Linked DNA regions of Mus musculus: all the other regions are linked to region 1. Evidence: chromatin contacts called from public promoter capture Hi-C data. All regions are on one chromosome and are shown on one strand. Each heading gives the region's core, a stretch centred on a gene start, on an enhancer-like site or on the middle of the called end of the contact. The rest is flanking DNA. Distances are from core to core; before and after follow the strand shown.

Evidence for each region. Promoter capture Hi-C pulls out the DNA fragments that hold promoters and counts their contacts.
Region 2: a contact with region 1 is called in a promoter capture Hi-C map of hippocampal neurons, with 8 times the contacts expected there. The contact joins the promoter of Fbxo33 here to the promoter of Lrfn5 in region 1. A contact is called at or near these places in 3 of 39 promoter capture datasets (cranial neural crest, embryonic stem cells and hippocampal neurons), 1 of 484 Hi-C or Micro-C datasets (cerebral cortex) and 2 of 115 datasets of contacts at active chromatin or transcription factors (astrocytes and stem cell-derived neural progenitor cells).
Region 3: a contact with region 1 is called in a promoter capture Hi-C map of hippocampal neurons, with 27 times the contacts expected there. The contact joins the enhancer-like site here to the promoter of Lrfn5 in region 1. A contact is called at or near these places in 8 of 39 promoter capture datasets (the 3T3-L1 cell line, cranial neural crest, embryonic stem cells and 5 more), 5 of 484 Hi-C or Micro-C datasets (cerebral cortex, cortical neurons, forebrain and 1 more) and 7 of 115 datasets of contacts at active chromatin or transcription factors (SST interneurons, VIP interneurons, embryonic forebrain and 4 more).

The regions. Positions count from the first base shown.
Region 1 is chr12:61,520,497-61,525,455 of GRCm38.p6, forward strand. Lrfn5 (leucine rich repeat and fibronectin type III domain containing 5) reads left to right here and starts at 2,671. Exons shown (of 6, transcript NM_001310586.1): 1 at 2,671-4,334. Gm20063 (predicted gene, 20063) reads right to left here and starts at 1,324. Exons shown (of 3, transcript NR_045049.1): 1 at 462-1,324.
Region 2 is chr12:59,217,148-59,222,106 of GRCm38.p6, forward strand. Fbxo33 (F-box protein 33) reads right to left here and starts at 2,336. Exons shown (of 4, transcript NM_001033156.4): 1 at 1,713-2,336. The coding sequence starts at 2,332.
Region 3 is chr12:59,381,094-59,386,052 of GRCm38.p6, forward strand. No RefSeq gene overlaps it. Among named protein-coding and RNA genes, the nearest start is that of Gm51997, 110 kb to the right of the region's middle. Within about 2 kb of position 1,933, at least 4 of the 459 cell types and tissues checked have an H3K27ac peak or open chromatin away from gene starts, as enhancers often do. A contact at or near this core is called in cortical neurons, forebrain and hippocampal neurons, where this site is marked.

The DNA.
Region 1 (4,959 bases), core at 1,421-3,920:
TCTAAAAACAATAAAACATTCATGGAAAATAATGCCCTTTCTCCTCCGTTTTTTTTTCTTTGTTTTGTTTTGTTTTGTTTTTGTTTTTTGTTTTGCAATCTCCAATTAGTTTGCAAAGGACACAAACAACACACACATCAGAATGAAAGATTCTTGCCTTAGTAGGCAATTTCCTAGAGGGAAATGGGGGTATTGGGTGAGCAGAGTGGGGTGAGCACAAACACCTTCCACACAGCTCAGTGAACAGAAGCCTGAAGTTAAATGGCATTTCTGCCTGGGAAGTGTTGCACCTTGAGAGAACACTGAGATGCCCTGCATCACTCCCCAACTTCAGCCAAAAGGTGGTGTCATCTTTCTCACCACTAAACACATTTAAGACAAGGCACCCCAACTGAATTTTGCCTCGTCCCCAACTGTTAGCATCTTCAACTGGCCCAGTTGGCAATGAGTCTTCTTCTTACCTTTGTCCGGGTATAAAATGTAAAGGAAAGAGGAAAAAGAAGGAAAGTTATTCAATCCAGAGAGGCAGAGGTCTTTTGGATTCTGAATCAATATTTGGATATATACTTTGTTCACTTTGGTGAACCACAAATACTTATTTAGGAGACTTAGTTCTTTCAGCTAAGCGGGACAGCAAGTGGGACAGTCCTGAAGGCAAAAGAAGTCACCCTCCACATCCTACTTGGAAGTGCTCATTTGGATCTTCCTGGAGTCCAAGCTGGGGCGATTTCATCACTTGCCCTCAAGTCCACAAAGCTTCCAAGTTTAAAGGGAAGCCAGAAAGCAGCACTTTCTCTTCTGTGCCTTCAGACGTGGCCTCCTCCTTGAGGTGAAGGCTCTACCTTGGGATTTCTTGGAATACTGGGTTATCCACTTCCTTGACTATACACGGGAGAAACACTCACGGTTTTTGTGGAGACTCTCCAGGACTTCATGGTGTCTGCTGAAGTATTTGTCCTCCAGAGTCCTTTTGCAGATTTGTATGGAATCTTACTGGTCAGCACCTGGCTGTTAAGAGAGATGCTTGGATGCTCAAACTCGTTTTCAGTTCTGCAATCTACCGCTGAAGACTTGCACTGGAACCTGGAGCCCCGGCGATGTGGCGGAAATGCTTGGAGACTGCGCGGCGGGAATCGCAGCCCCAGCCAATGCTCCTCCGGAATCAAATAACCAGCAAGTAGATCGCATTGCTAAATCCAGGGGCGAACCACCCAGGGATAAACAGGAGTGGAACCTGGTCGGAAGCAAAGAGAGGAGCCCAGAGAAGGGAAGAGAAAACTGGAGCAGTTACCACTTAAAGTACTCCAGGCTGAGTTCATCTCTCAAAAGGCAGCTGTGTGGGTCTTGATTACGCGTGGGTGCCTGTGCGCGCACTTGGATAGGGCCCGTGGGTGTGCCTGAATATGCACGCCCATGTGAATTCGCAAGGCAAGGGTAAAGCCTCAGGGTCTACTGGGAGCAAAATTCCAGAGCATCCTATTCTGGGAGGAACAGTATGGTGCAAATAGGCAAGGAAGTGCTCCTTGATAGCCAGTATCCCCCTACCCACCCCCCCTCAATTCTTCCATGCAGGTTTGGTTCAGGTTGGTGTTTGAACTTAGAGGGAGGCACAGAAACCAAAAATCAAGTGCTCATCAACTCTATCCTGAAAGGACTAGCTTCAAACCACTCCACATACTGTCTTTAGGGGGTTTCTGTGAGCTTGGCTGGGGTCTGAGACTGGGGATTAACTGAGAACCTGGGAATCTTGGCAGGATTCCAAGAGTAAAGCCAGGGAGGGCCCTACCCAATGTTTCCCCAAGAGGCTCTTTTTTTTTTTTTTTTTTTTTTTTTTTTTTTCCTTTCCTCTGTACCACACCTCTCTCTGGCTCCACATCCTTCCCCCAGTGCAGGTGACCTCGGTGGCCAGGCCTTTCTGAGGACTACTCAGGTCCCATAAAGCTCTGTGCACTAAAATGTGGTTAGCTTCATCACTTCTTCATGCCTGGTACCTACTGGGCAGATTCTGCAAAGTAAATGTTCATTTTGGAATCCGCTTCCATCTGATTCATAAGCAACCCCCCCCCACACACACACACACACACACACTCACACACAGACTAGGGAACACTGGAAGTCGGCCTTCAGTGCCTGGGAGTTTCAGCGAGAAGCTCTTAGGCTGGGATTTTTTCCGCCAGGTTGGAGCTAATCACTTGTCACAGTGCCTAATGACACAGCCTGGCTGGGTGACACCTTTTTTTTTTTTTTAATTTTTATTATTTTTTTTTAAATTTAAATCATTATTCCCTTATTCACAGGTCAGTGGGCGACTAGATCAGGCAGTTCATTTCCAACAGAGGGATGCCCCAGAAGTTAGCTTTCTCCCTTCAGGTTTTCCACCGCTTCCCCTCCCCCCTTCCTGCAACGCCCCCGCGCCTCCTCTGCTTAGGGATTTGTAGGCACGGCGCTAACCCTCTCCTTGCGCCCGCGGAAAATCGGTTCTCTGAACACATCCAGCCCGAAGTCTCAAAGGCCGAGAGCACAGCTGCTACTGCTTGGGGTGTCTCCTGTTTCTAGGGTTCTGGGAGGTGCGGCCGTTCTCGTCACTGCAGCTAGGGACCGGCTCTCGGCCGCGCGCCCGCCGCCGCCGCCGCCGCCGCCGCCTCCATGCTGCAGCGCGGAGCGCAGCTCCTCTGGGCCGGCGTTGCCTGCTCGCACCACGCTGGGGAGCGGCTCTCCCAGGCCTGCCGGGGCGGCGGCTGCCTGCCCGGACTGCAGCTTCCCGCCTTGAGCCTGAGCTGAGGACTCGTCCCAGGGCCTCAGCCAGCGGGAGGGGCGCCCACCGCGCTGTGTGCAGCGGCGCAGGGAGGTGGTGAGCCCGTGCAGAGCAGCCGGAGCTGTGTGTGTGTGTGTGTGTGTGTGTGTGTGTGTGTGTGTGTGTGTGTGTGTGTGTGTGTGTGTTCGCCTGCGAGCTTTTCTTCTTCCCTTGAAGATGTGAGATGTGAATGGCTTCTTAGCTAGCTGGTCCTTAGGATTCTGGACTTTGTGGAGCTGTGGGCACAACGCACCCATGTAATTCATGTTGTGTGGTCGGTTATCTTAGGGGAAAAAAAAAAGGCGCAACTCGACGGGGGTGGGGCAGATCCAGGAAACATTCTGGAAAGGAGAAATAGAAAGAGAGAGGCGTAGAAATGTGAATATTGAAAGACCTGAGAAGACTTTTGGAATCTCCCGGCTGGCCCTTCAGTTTTCCCGGCACTAATCTGGAGGTTTTCCACCTTTTCAAGTCATCTTGGTGTTCCTCTAGTGTTTTGTAAGCCTCTTTTCAGCTAGCTGCGTGTGTGTATGCGTGTGTTTGTGCGCCTGTGTATGTGCGCGCGCCTATCAGATGCATTTGACAGTCTTTTTTCCAACTGCCCAGAAGCAAACGTGTTAACTCAGAGATGCCCCTCCGTGCCCAGGTTCTCGCAGAGCATGGAGGACACCCAGACCGGTTTTCCAGGCTGGATTCTGGGAGGCTGATGGGCTGTGAACCCAGGTGTAAGGATCACTTAATCCAGAGGCTTGGAAAGTGGCTGTATTAACGAGCTTCCAGGTACATCGCAAGGTCAAGAGAGGGACTTGCAGCTGTATTAATTCCCTGCATCTTGACTTTCCTGTTTTGGTCCGAAGAATATGAATGTGTCTGTCCACAACATTTGAAGCCCAAACTTCAGCACTCCGAGCTGGTTTACTGTACAAACAAGGTAATGAGGATTGCTTTTCAAACTGCTTAACGAATCCCCGACGCTTCCACAGCCCTTCCAGGACTCCCTTTCTGCCCAGCGAAATGTCACCAGCTTTTGAATTCCAAGGATTTGGCTGCAGGAGAACTTGAAGGAAACGTGATCAAAGGGCTATGTGAGAACGCGACTGCTCTTTTTGCCGGTAGGCTGGTGGGCTTCCGGACCGGATCTTGAGAAGGACCAGAACTGTTTCTCCCTCCCGGTGCGGTTCTGGGAGTGCTTGTGCAAGTGTGAGTGCGCGCGCGCCCGGCTGAGAATGTGTGAGTGTGTGTGAGCGTGTCTCTGTGTGTGCGCGGCCGCCCTGCTTCTGCCCGCTCCCCGGGCGCGGAGCCACCGGTTTGGGCGATTTGCGCTGATTCCCCACCCAGCGCGACCTGCGAGCAGCGAAGGCAGGGGCAGGAGCCACCTCTCTGACTCCCTAGGATGCGGGTGCTGAGCTATGGCAAAGGGCAGCGAAGTGATGAGCTAGACCCCAGTACGACTGTGAAAGCCACCTGGAGCCACCTTGCCTGGATCTTACCTGCCGGCAGAAAGTCTTCCTATGACCGTCTTTCCCCCTAGAGGCACCAGGTAACAATGAAGGACTACTTGCCTCACCCACTTTCCTTAAGGTCTTGTTTCTAGCATCTTATCTGCATTGCAGGCTACTTTACTTATTAATGTTTTGAAAATCATTAGAAAGGGCTGGGTATCCAAGAGCGCTTGCTCAGTGACGGGGTATGCAGTTTCTGGTATATAAAATGTAAGTCTATATCTGGACACTTATTGTGGTAGCGAAATCTATCTGTCTGTCTATCTATCTATCTATCTATCTATCTATCTATCTATCTATCCATCCATGAATACATCAAGCCTGAGGATAGTTTTTGAAAAGGGCCAGGCTTGTTGAACCTGTCTGAAGGTGCCAGAGATGAACGGTTCATGTTTCCTTCAGGCTATGGTTGCTGCGGACCATTTGGTAGCCAACCCTCCAGATACTGAAGTGAGATCCGGTGTTTGTTTCCCCGCCCCCCACATCTATCAAAGATCTTTTATTTTTTCTCCCCAAAACCCCTTAACCTCTGTACCAAGGTTCTCTTGATGTGCAGGATCTTCCCAGATCCTTTCAGTAGTTGTGAATTAAGAATCTCGAGACTTTGATGTGAAATGGAGTTTTCTTGGGACTTGCTTAGGATGAAAAGGAATTCATTGTCGA
Region 2 (4,959 bases), core at 1,086-3,585, 2.3 Mb before region 1:
CTTTGAGAAAGCCCCGAACCTGATTAAGAAAAATTTTAGCTTTGGTTATCTTAACAGATAAAATCAAAGCAAGGAAGTGGAATGGGTTCACGTGAAAGCTTAGGAAACAGGGCACTGGAAAAAATGGAGCCTTGTTCCCATAAATAATTTTTTTTCTTTTTTTTTGATTTTTTAAGACAGGGTTTCTCTGTGTGGCCCTGGCTGTCCTAGAACTCACTAACTCTGTAGACCAGGCTGGCCTCGAACTCAGAAATTCACCTGCCTCTGCCTCCCAAGTTCTGGGATTAAAGACGTGCACCACCACACCAGGTCTTGTTTTGTTTCTTGAGGCAGGAGTTCACAAAGCACATGCTGGCCTTGAACTTGCTCTGCACAAGATGATGACCTTGAACTCACTTAAGCTCCCTGCCTCTAGCTCCCAGGTCCCGGGATTCCAGATCTGTATCATGCCTGGCTTCCATACACAATGAGGCTAGAATACTTACAGTTTAACCTATTTGAAGCAGGGTTTCTCTGTGAAACCCTGGCTTTCCTGGAACTCACTCTGTAGTCCAGGTTGTCCTCAAAGGCAGAGATCCTCCTGCCTTTGCCTCCCAAGCTCTAGCTTTAAAGGCGTGTGCTGCCACCACCCTGCTTAAACTCTTGATTTAATTATAGATCACGAAAATATGTATGACACATATGACTTAGTATTAATCACAATCTATTCTCAACTCTATTTAACATAAAGATGGTGGGATATAGATTGTGGAAGGAAGGACACTGCTTAGAGGAAAACTGCCACACAACAGCATGTACATCACTTGACCTAGTAAGCACCCAGTTCTGCTCTCTACAGTACAATATTTTCTGCCCTGACCCTAGCAGTGTTGGAATGTCCAATCACTAATAATTATTTGTAAACTGCTGCAATTATTTTTCTTCCAAATTAAGAGTGACATTGTAAGTTTGGAATGAATATCCAGATAAAGAAAATATAAATATGGTTTGGCAGGCACTAGACTTTCATAGGGACTCTGTGCTGGAGTCCGAATATGGGCCATGAGCTCTAGGTGGAATTACACTAAAGTCCTGATGCACAATGAGTCTCATACTTAACCCCCACAGTATGCCCAGCTCCTTTATCCCACCCCAAGTTAGGTAGCGTTACTTTTGTGTGAATCACTGGGAGTAAGTCCAGCCTGATGGTGTATGGGATGCGGCTTCAAGTCTGACAATTTTCCTCCCCTAATGATTTTAACTAGCACTCCTCCCAGTCTTTGGACATGGCCCAGGCTAGTAAAACTATTTCAGGTAAGAAAAGGACTGTTAAAGAATTCTTATAGGTTAATTCTTGTAATCATGGACATCAGCAAGGAAACTTACTCACCTCGTCACTATGAATTAATTACCCATCACCAATGGTCAAATTCAGAATCAGAAAACCACCTTATTTTTTTGTACAGGCCTCACCCTTAACTCACAACTTTCCCACGCATAAGATAATGGCATTGCCCAGCAGCTCTAGCCCATGGACAAGAACGGATGAATGAAAGCATGCCTGAGACGCTCCAGGAGTCCCGTTATCACCTCTTCTGTCTCCGGAAATAGTCTGGTCAGGAACGGATAGCTGCACCTACACAAGGCCATCCTGAGGCCGGCCGGCACACCCCACGGGATCTTTCCCAAGGCCAGCGGAAGGCCAGACCCTCTCGGTCCCCACGCAAGCCTACCTGTTGTTCCGGATGCTGAGCAGCACGCACAACACCAGCTCCAAGTAGATGCGCAGTACTTCCAGCCAGCGGGAGGAGAGCTGCAGGGCCTCCCCGTCTTCCCCTCCGGTGCCCGTGTCGGTGCCGCCGCCGCTACCGCCGTCGCCCGGGCCGCCGCCTCCGCTCAGATAATTCTCCGCGGCGAACTCAACCCGCAGCTCCCGCACGAACCAGCCGCACTTGCGCATGAGGAACTCTAGCCGCGGCTGCTCCGCGGGCGAGACGCGGAGGCAGATGCGGAGCTGGGGCCACAGCGCTGGGTAGAAGAGGCACTCCCGCCAGTGCGAGCAGGAGGCCGAGGCCCGCAGCCGGTCGGGCGCCGGCAGAAAGGAGAAGATGTGCACGATGAGCTCGCTGGGCAGCGACGCGGCGCCGGCCGCCTGCCCGCACAGAGCCATCCGGCTCGGCCGCCGGCCGCCCGTCCCCGGCCGCCTGCGCAGTCCTCGCAGCAGCCCCCGCAGCCGGCGCAGCTGCAGCAGCCGCAGCCGCTGCCGCCGCCGCCACCGCACCAACCGGGCGGCCCCGGCTCGGGTTCGCGCTCCCGGCGGTCGGGGTTGCGGCACTGACAAGAACAACAACATCAATGACAAGGAAGAAGGGGGCGGAACCGTCGTGCGCCTCGGCGGAACCAAGTGCACTCGGACCGGCTGAGAGGGGGGAAAAGCTGGCGCGGGGAGGCCTGCACGCCGCTGACTTTCCGTACCGCAAGCAAGTGCTCCCCGGCCGGCCCGGGCAACGACCTCGAAATCCTCTCTCGAACGGACCAGGGATGCGGAGGCGACCGCGCTGCTTCCGAGGAAACCGTGGTTCTCCCGGTACCCGGACGCGGAGGCTCGGTAGTGGTAGGGACTGAGAGTGACGTCACGGCGACGGGCGGAGCCTGGCGCGGCTTTGCGAGACTTCCGGAACCGGGGGAGCTCCTGGTTGCCTGGATCGCGCGGCACGTGACCGTTGACGTCAGCGACCCGGGGCGGGGCTAGAGGCGTGGGGGCGGGGCCACTCTGGGCGTCCCTCGCCGGGTAGGTCTGGCCCTTGCAGCGTGCTCGAGGCGGAACCCCGGCGTGCTGCGCTAAGTCCCGACGCTTTCTCATTCGCTGGGCTGAGGTCGCGGCGCCCGAGGGCTCGCACGCCGGCTTCTTTTTACATCTTGTTCAGAGCAGGACAAAATCGGCTTCCCAGGAAAGGCGGATCGTGGCGGCACGCGGACCTTCCTCTTCCGACGTGCGGAGGCCGCACACGCCCCATTGCTGAACCAGTGACGGCAGCGCCACCTTTCGTCTTTAGAGGGGCAGGAAAAAAATGGCTAACGATTTTCATCTTGAGGGCTGGTACCCAGACTTAAATGCTCTCTGAACCCTTGTCTGCAAAAGTTCTGTATAATTAGTATGTTTTATTAATAGCTAACGATCACTTAGTGGTAACATCAAATTAGGAAGTTAAGACAGGTTTTAATTTTCAGTTTCTTAAAGTCATTGAAGTGTTTGTGAAGAGAGCTGTGGATACCTCTTCAGTGTACCACTGTACTTCTGTAACAACACACCCCTGTATACAAAAGTAACATGGATGAAATAAAGTAGCTATTTTGATAGTCTCTGATACTCCTACAAATAAGTTGGAGAGGAGAGCTTTTCTTTAGTTTGGTGCCCCCAAAGAAAGGGATTTTAAAAACAGCCCTTCACGTTCTCAGCATGCGAAGTATCTCAGTCAAATTGTAGGAAGCAGCGATATCTAAAGGGTTAAGAGATTTTTTTTTTCTTTTCGTTTTTCGAGACAGTTTCTCTGTGTAGCCCTGGCTGTCCTGGAACTCACTTTGTAGACCAGGCTGGCCTCGAACTCAGAAATCTGCCTGCCTCTGCCTCCCGAGTGCTGGGATTAAAGGCGTGTGCCACCACGCCCGGCGTGGTTAAGAAATTTTATGTCTGCTGCTTCAAACCACACTAAGAAACTAGCTAGTCTAGATATCTTTAGCTCTGTGATGTAACAGCAGACCTTCTGTCACATTTCTTTTATACAGTTTGGTGTCACGAACCTAGTAAACTACCAATAATAGTATTTTTTTGTTTTTGTTTTTGGTTTTTGTTTTTTGTTTTTTGAGACAGGGTTTCTCTGTATAGCTCTGGCTGTCCTGGAACTCACTTTGTAGACCAGGCTGGCCTCGAACTTGGAAATCCGCCTGCGTCTGCTTCCCGAGTACTGGGATTAAAGGCATGTGCCACCACGCCCGGCTCAATAATAGTATTCTTTTACCTCTAAATTTACATCAGCTCAGTTGGTACTTTGAATAAAAAATGTATTCCAGGTAGGTCATTTCTTTGAACCCTTGTCTGTAAAATTCTATGTAATTACCGTTTTATAAGCATTCAATGAACATTAAGTGGTAACAGTAAATCAGGGAATTAAGACTTGGATTTGGACTTCAGTTTCAAAGTCATTTAAGTATTTTGAAGAGAGCCGTAGACTTCTGGAGCTCCACTTTAGTTTACACCTCTGTTATGGCTATTCTTGGATGCCAGTGTGACTATATCTGGAATGAAGTACAATCCAGAAATGGAGGGCAAACTTGTGAAAGATATTCTGCTTGGTTTGAAGTGGGTAGATTTACTTCTAGTTGGGACCTTTGAGGTGAAAGACAAGCCTGATTTGGATCTTGAGACAGGAAGACACACCTTTAACCTGGGCCACATCTTCTGTTGGAAGTCTACATGTGGGGCTGGAGAGATGGTTAAGAGCACTGCCTGCTCTTCCAGACGACCTGAGTTCAATTCCCAGCAACCACATGGTAGTTCCCAACCATCTGTAATGGGATCCGATGCCCTTTTCTGGTGTGTGTGAAGATAGCTGCAGTGTACTTACATACATGAGGTAAATAAATAACTCAATCTTTAGCCAGGCAGTGGTGGCACACACCTTTAATCCTAGCACTTGGAAGGCTAGGTAGCACTTGGTAGGTGGATTTCTGAGTTCAAGGCCAGCCTGGTCTACAGAGTGAGTTCCAGGACAGCCAGGGCTACACAGAGAAACCCTGTCTCGAAAAACCAAACTAAAAAAAAAAAAAAAAAAAGAAAGAAAGTCTATATAACTTGGAAGATTGGAAGAAGAAAGGTTCTGCTCTTTGCCTGAGTGCTTTCTCTTGTAGCGCATTCATTTTTTCCCTGGCTTTGGAGCCTACTTTGGAATTCCAGAATATACAGACACCCAGTTGAGACAC
Region 3 (4,959 bases), core at 683-3,182, 2.1 Mb before region 1:
TTCACTGATGATCCATTTAGAACGTGTCTGCTCAGGCAAGAATAAACAGAGCAAATGATCTCTCTCTCCCATCTGAGCTCTTGAATTTCACTTTCCCCCAGAATGAAAATTGCTTCTTGCCAATAGAGGATTTTTTATACTGTCATTGAAAAAATAGATTTCCTTTCATCAAACCAGTAACCTTTATATATGCATTGTTTTCTCTCCTACGGAGCTTTGAGATCAGCCTTCCTAGGCTCAGTTTTGTGGCTAGTGCTCTCCATGTCGGAAGAAGGTCGTTTGTCACACCTTAGAGTCTGAGCACCGGCCCTCTTTCTCCTGCAGCATAAGGAAAGCATCTTCTCCCCCAAAGCAACAAATGTGTCTGGGAAACTGATTCTTTCCTGTGATTTTTTTCCCCCTGGACTTTCTCTGTTGGCTTAGAGCTAGACATCTTGGCTCTACAGATTTCATCGTGTTATATGTTTCCTAATGTTCTTAATAGGGGCCGGGCACTTTGGAAACTGAACAAGATGGCAAAGAATTTCCACGTCTTTGCTGTGTTGTCTTCCTTCTCTCTGAGTGCTTCGTGTCTTTCTATCCTCTCGTACAGCTCTCCCTGTGACTTTGTCTGACTTCTCTGGGCGGTGTCCGAGTGTCAAGACCTTTCTCCTTTCTTTTGCAGCTAACAAAGGAAATTTACCTGATCAGCCTACACCCTTTCAAGGAGCTAGTGAGCATTAGTGGTGCAATGTCATATTCTTCTAGGATGAAAATTAGAATTGTAAAACAAGGGATTTATGTGACTATGTCATTAGCTAAGGTTATGACTCTGGCTGATAGGGTCTCACACATCATGAGATGGAATGCTAGAATGGACTGGGAAGTGATATGGTGGCTGTTGCCTGTCCTCCTTGTTTGTGAGGTTGCTACTGGTGCTACTGGTGGTACTGGAAGCAAGCTAAGATATTTTGGAACCAGTGTTGTAGATTTCTGTTCTTCCATGGAGAAGTATAAATGCTATTATGATACGGTGGCCTCATTGCACTTTTTGTGCATTTCCATGAGCTAAATGTCAAATCATTGTGTGTGTGTGTGCATGTGCGTGTCCATGTGTGCGCGCGCGCGCGCGTGTGTGTGTGTGTGTGTGTGTGTGTGTGTGTGAGAGAGAGAGAGAGAGAGAGAGAGAGAGAGAGAAAGAGAGAGAGAGAGAGATATTTTTGCTCAGGCCTGGAGTTGTAGTTCAGTGGTAGAACTCTTGTTGCACATACAAAGATCCCCAGATTCAATGTTTAGTAATGCAAACAAACAAACAAAGAAACAAACAAAAAACAAGCTAACAAAGAAATGTTCCTAGTATGAATAAAATCACCGAAGCAGCAAAACAGTGAATGTGATAATAGTGCATATGTAGCATTTTTTTCATGAAAATTATATTGTTATTTAACTAGATGGAAAACTTGATAGAATCAGAGTCACAACAAAAAGTTAGCAACAATGGAAATTTACATATACCGGCAGTAGTACTTGTTTTTACAATTACAGTGTCACTTTATTTTGTTTATTATGATTTAAACATGTTGTTGGATGTACATACTTTTAGCTTTTATATACATTTTAGGCCTTCCTATAGGCTTGTTAGTGGTCATTTTTAGTACGTAGGAAAAACAGAAAATAACATTTTAAAATGTAGTCTTTATTTTGGTGAAGTCTGATCAGATCATTTAAAGTATATAAAGTCTGGAACACTTGTCATGTATTAAAATAGTTTGATACAGATTATTCTCTTAGAGCAAAGCAACAGAGTACAGTGTCTGGCCAGCAAAGCAGTTCTCATACCATGGATGCCAATAATAATTAGATTAAAAATAAAAATTAAAGGGCGAGAGAAGGTGTAGAGTAACTACAGAATCAGACAGTAGGTGGCGCTGTTGCCTTTTCATTCTCATAACCTCATTTCTCAGGGAGTGGCTCCTTCCCAGTTACTGCTATTTTTTAAATCTTATTTGAGAACTCTACCAGGTTAAACAAGTTCATATATACTAAGATTTGGTTTTGAATCTTTTATTTACTAAGGATGTGACTATAAACCTTACATGTATACTTATGAAGAAGGTACTATGTCGGTTTTCTTATTAATTTTATATTCGGTAATTTTATAATGACGATCACCTGATTTTGAATGGATTCCATCGATAACTTGGAAGATAAGCTTGTCTTGATGCTTTTTTTGCACGAACAATCATTTCTCTTCTTTCTCACAGATTCTGATACGTGTAGTAGTGAATCTTGTTTGTGGTGACAATTTTGGAGATTTTCTTTCTTCCTTTTTTTTTTTTTTTTTAAACCACGTGAACGTGTGAACATGTTCACCAAGTTTCATGTAGAGAATACCTGGGCAATGTGTTTGTCAGGAGCCTTCAGAGTACTGTTTTTTCCCATCCCATTTCTCTCCTGCATAGGTTCTAAGTTTCTATTACAATACTTCTTTTTCAAGCTATTCTCTAGGATGCCCAACCCTCAGTTTCTCATTTCTTCTTGAATCACTTGCCAGATCGTATTGGCTCTATAATTACCATTTCTATCTCAGACTTTAAGTTGCAGGGCATATATTTGAAGCATACAACACACATGCATCTCTGGCTGAGGAAAAATTTGGGTGGTTTCTGGGTCAGGTTTGATTTCGCCATGAGAGACAGAACCTTCATTTTTTAAGTGGTAGAAACATAGCAAGAGCAGTCAGAGCACATAAAAACTTCCTTTTTCTAAGGGGAACCTTACTGTCCCCTTTATTCAGTGTACAGTTTTACTGTTGTACTGGGACATGCTGAGCCTGTGTTCTTCTTTTCAACTTGCAAAATAAGAAATTTGGACAATGTACCTTTCTCTGGAATCACCAGAGAAAATTTTGCTTATTAAACCTTAAAAAAAAGGACCTTATCATTCTACATAACCCATACTTTTGTAAAGATATGTCTTTGACTGTTTCTTAGAACTAAAACGCAGCTATGTCTTAAGCATTATTGGGAAGTTAAGATTTGTAGAATCATAGAAAAATTTAAAAATCACTATATGATGAAGTGCAATTAGCAAAGTTGATAAAATCTGGTACAATTCATGTACAATTCAAGGATTTTTAATGACATTAATTATAAATTTGACAATGTGTATATATTGTAACTACTAAAATAAATGTTAAAATAGTTTCTCTTTTAGAACTTGTCATTTGCAATCAGAGGCAAGTGATAAATATTAGGTTCTAACTTTGTAAATTTTGTTTTCAGTAGCAAATGTCTCCAAACTCTTTTATGTACCCCCTTTTCTTGCACTATACTGTGCATGTAGCAGGAATTCAGTAGTTATTTTGAGTCTTTATTAATTAACGTACGGGGCATCGAGAGGAAGGAGATGCCCCCAGTGCATTTTTCTGGGTCCTGAGTGAGTCAGTGGGCAACACCAACACCATGTTCAAATGCTCTCTAAAGAATGTATCTGCAATTGCTGGTATAAGCAACCTTCTGAATTGATGGAATAGAGAGGGAAGGAATGGCTAACCAGTGACTGGCCCATTTTGAGACCTATCCCATGGGCAGGTACCAATCTCTGGCACTACTACTGATGCTATGCTGTGCTTGCAGACAGGAACCTAGCATGGCTGTCCTCTGAGAGGCTCTACTAGCAGCTGACTGGGACAGATGCAGATGCTCACAGACAAACATGGAATGGAGGTTGGGAACCTCATGGAGGAGTTAGGGGAAAGATTGGAACACGGGTTCTCTGTGTTTGGCCATGTGCTGCATATCTTAGTAAGTATCCTAAAGAGAAATTTAGAAACAGGCTGTTATTAGTCTCTGTTAAAAATGATGGCGTTCAGAGACACATCATTGCTGTGGTCTGTTCCAGGTTATTATTTTTTCAGCTATTGACGAACCTTTAACATAGGCATAACTGGGCCTTAGTTAAAAATGTATACCTCATGAATGAATTTTTCTTATGAAGAAAGAAAATTGCCACCTATATTTTAGTGTGTATGTGAAGATTACAGTTGGTGCATTTACAGTAATCGCACATAGGTGTATATCTGTGGTGGTCAGTCTCCACCACATAGTAAGCTTGGATCTATTTGGAATCACCTAGGAGGCACACTTCTGGGCGTATCTGTGAAGACGTTTCTGGAGAAGTTTACCTGAGATGAGATCTGGTATAAATGTGAGCAGGGAGATGCCCATGGACTGAGATCCCAGACTAAATACAAAGGAGAAAAATGAGAAACACAGCTGAGTATTATTGATCTTTCTCTGCTTTTTGACTGTGGACACAAATATGATCAGTCACATCATGGTCCTGTTTTCAAGCCATTTCTGCCATGATGCACTTAGTGTATTGCTACAAACTGTGGCCCAAATGTTCTCCTTTATTCATTTATTTAATCTATGAATCTATGTATCTATCTATCTATGTATCTATCTATGTATCTATCTATGTATCTATCTATGTATCTATCTATGTATCTATCTATGTATCTATCTATGTATCTATCTATGTATCTATCTATGTATCTATGTATCTATGTATCTATCTATCTATCTATCTATCTATCTATCTATCTATCTATTAATCTAATCTAATCTAATCTAATCTAATCTAATCTACATCCCAAATGCTACCACCCTCCTGGTCCTTCCTCACAAAGTTCCTCCCCCATCCCCTTCCCTTCACCTCTGAGAGGGAAGTCCCCCTGCATCCCTCCATCCCCCAACCTTGGTGCATCAAGTCTCTGCAGGTTTAGGTGCATCCTCTTCTACCGAGGTCAGACAATGCAACCCTTTGCTACATAAGTACCCGGAGCTTCGGACCAGCCCGTGTATGCTTTTAGTTGGTGGCTCAGTCTCTGAGAGCTCCCAGGAGTCCAGTTTAGTTGACACTGTTGGTCTTCCTATGGGGATGCCATTTCCTTAAGGGCCTCCATTCCCCTAAGTC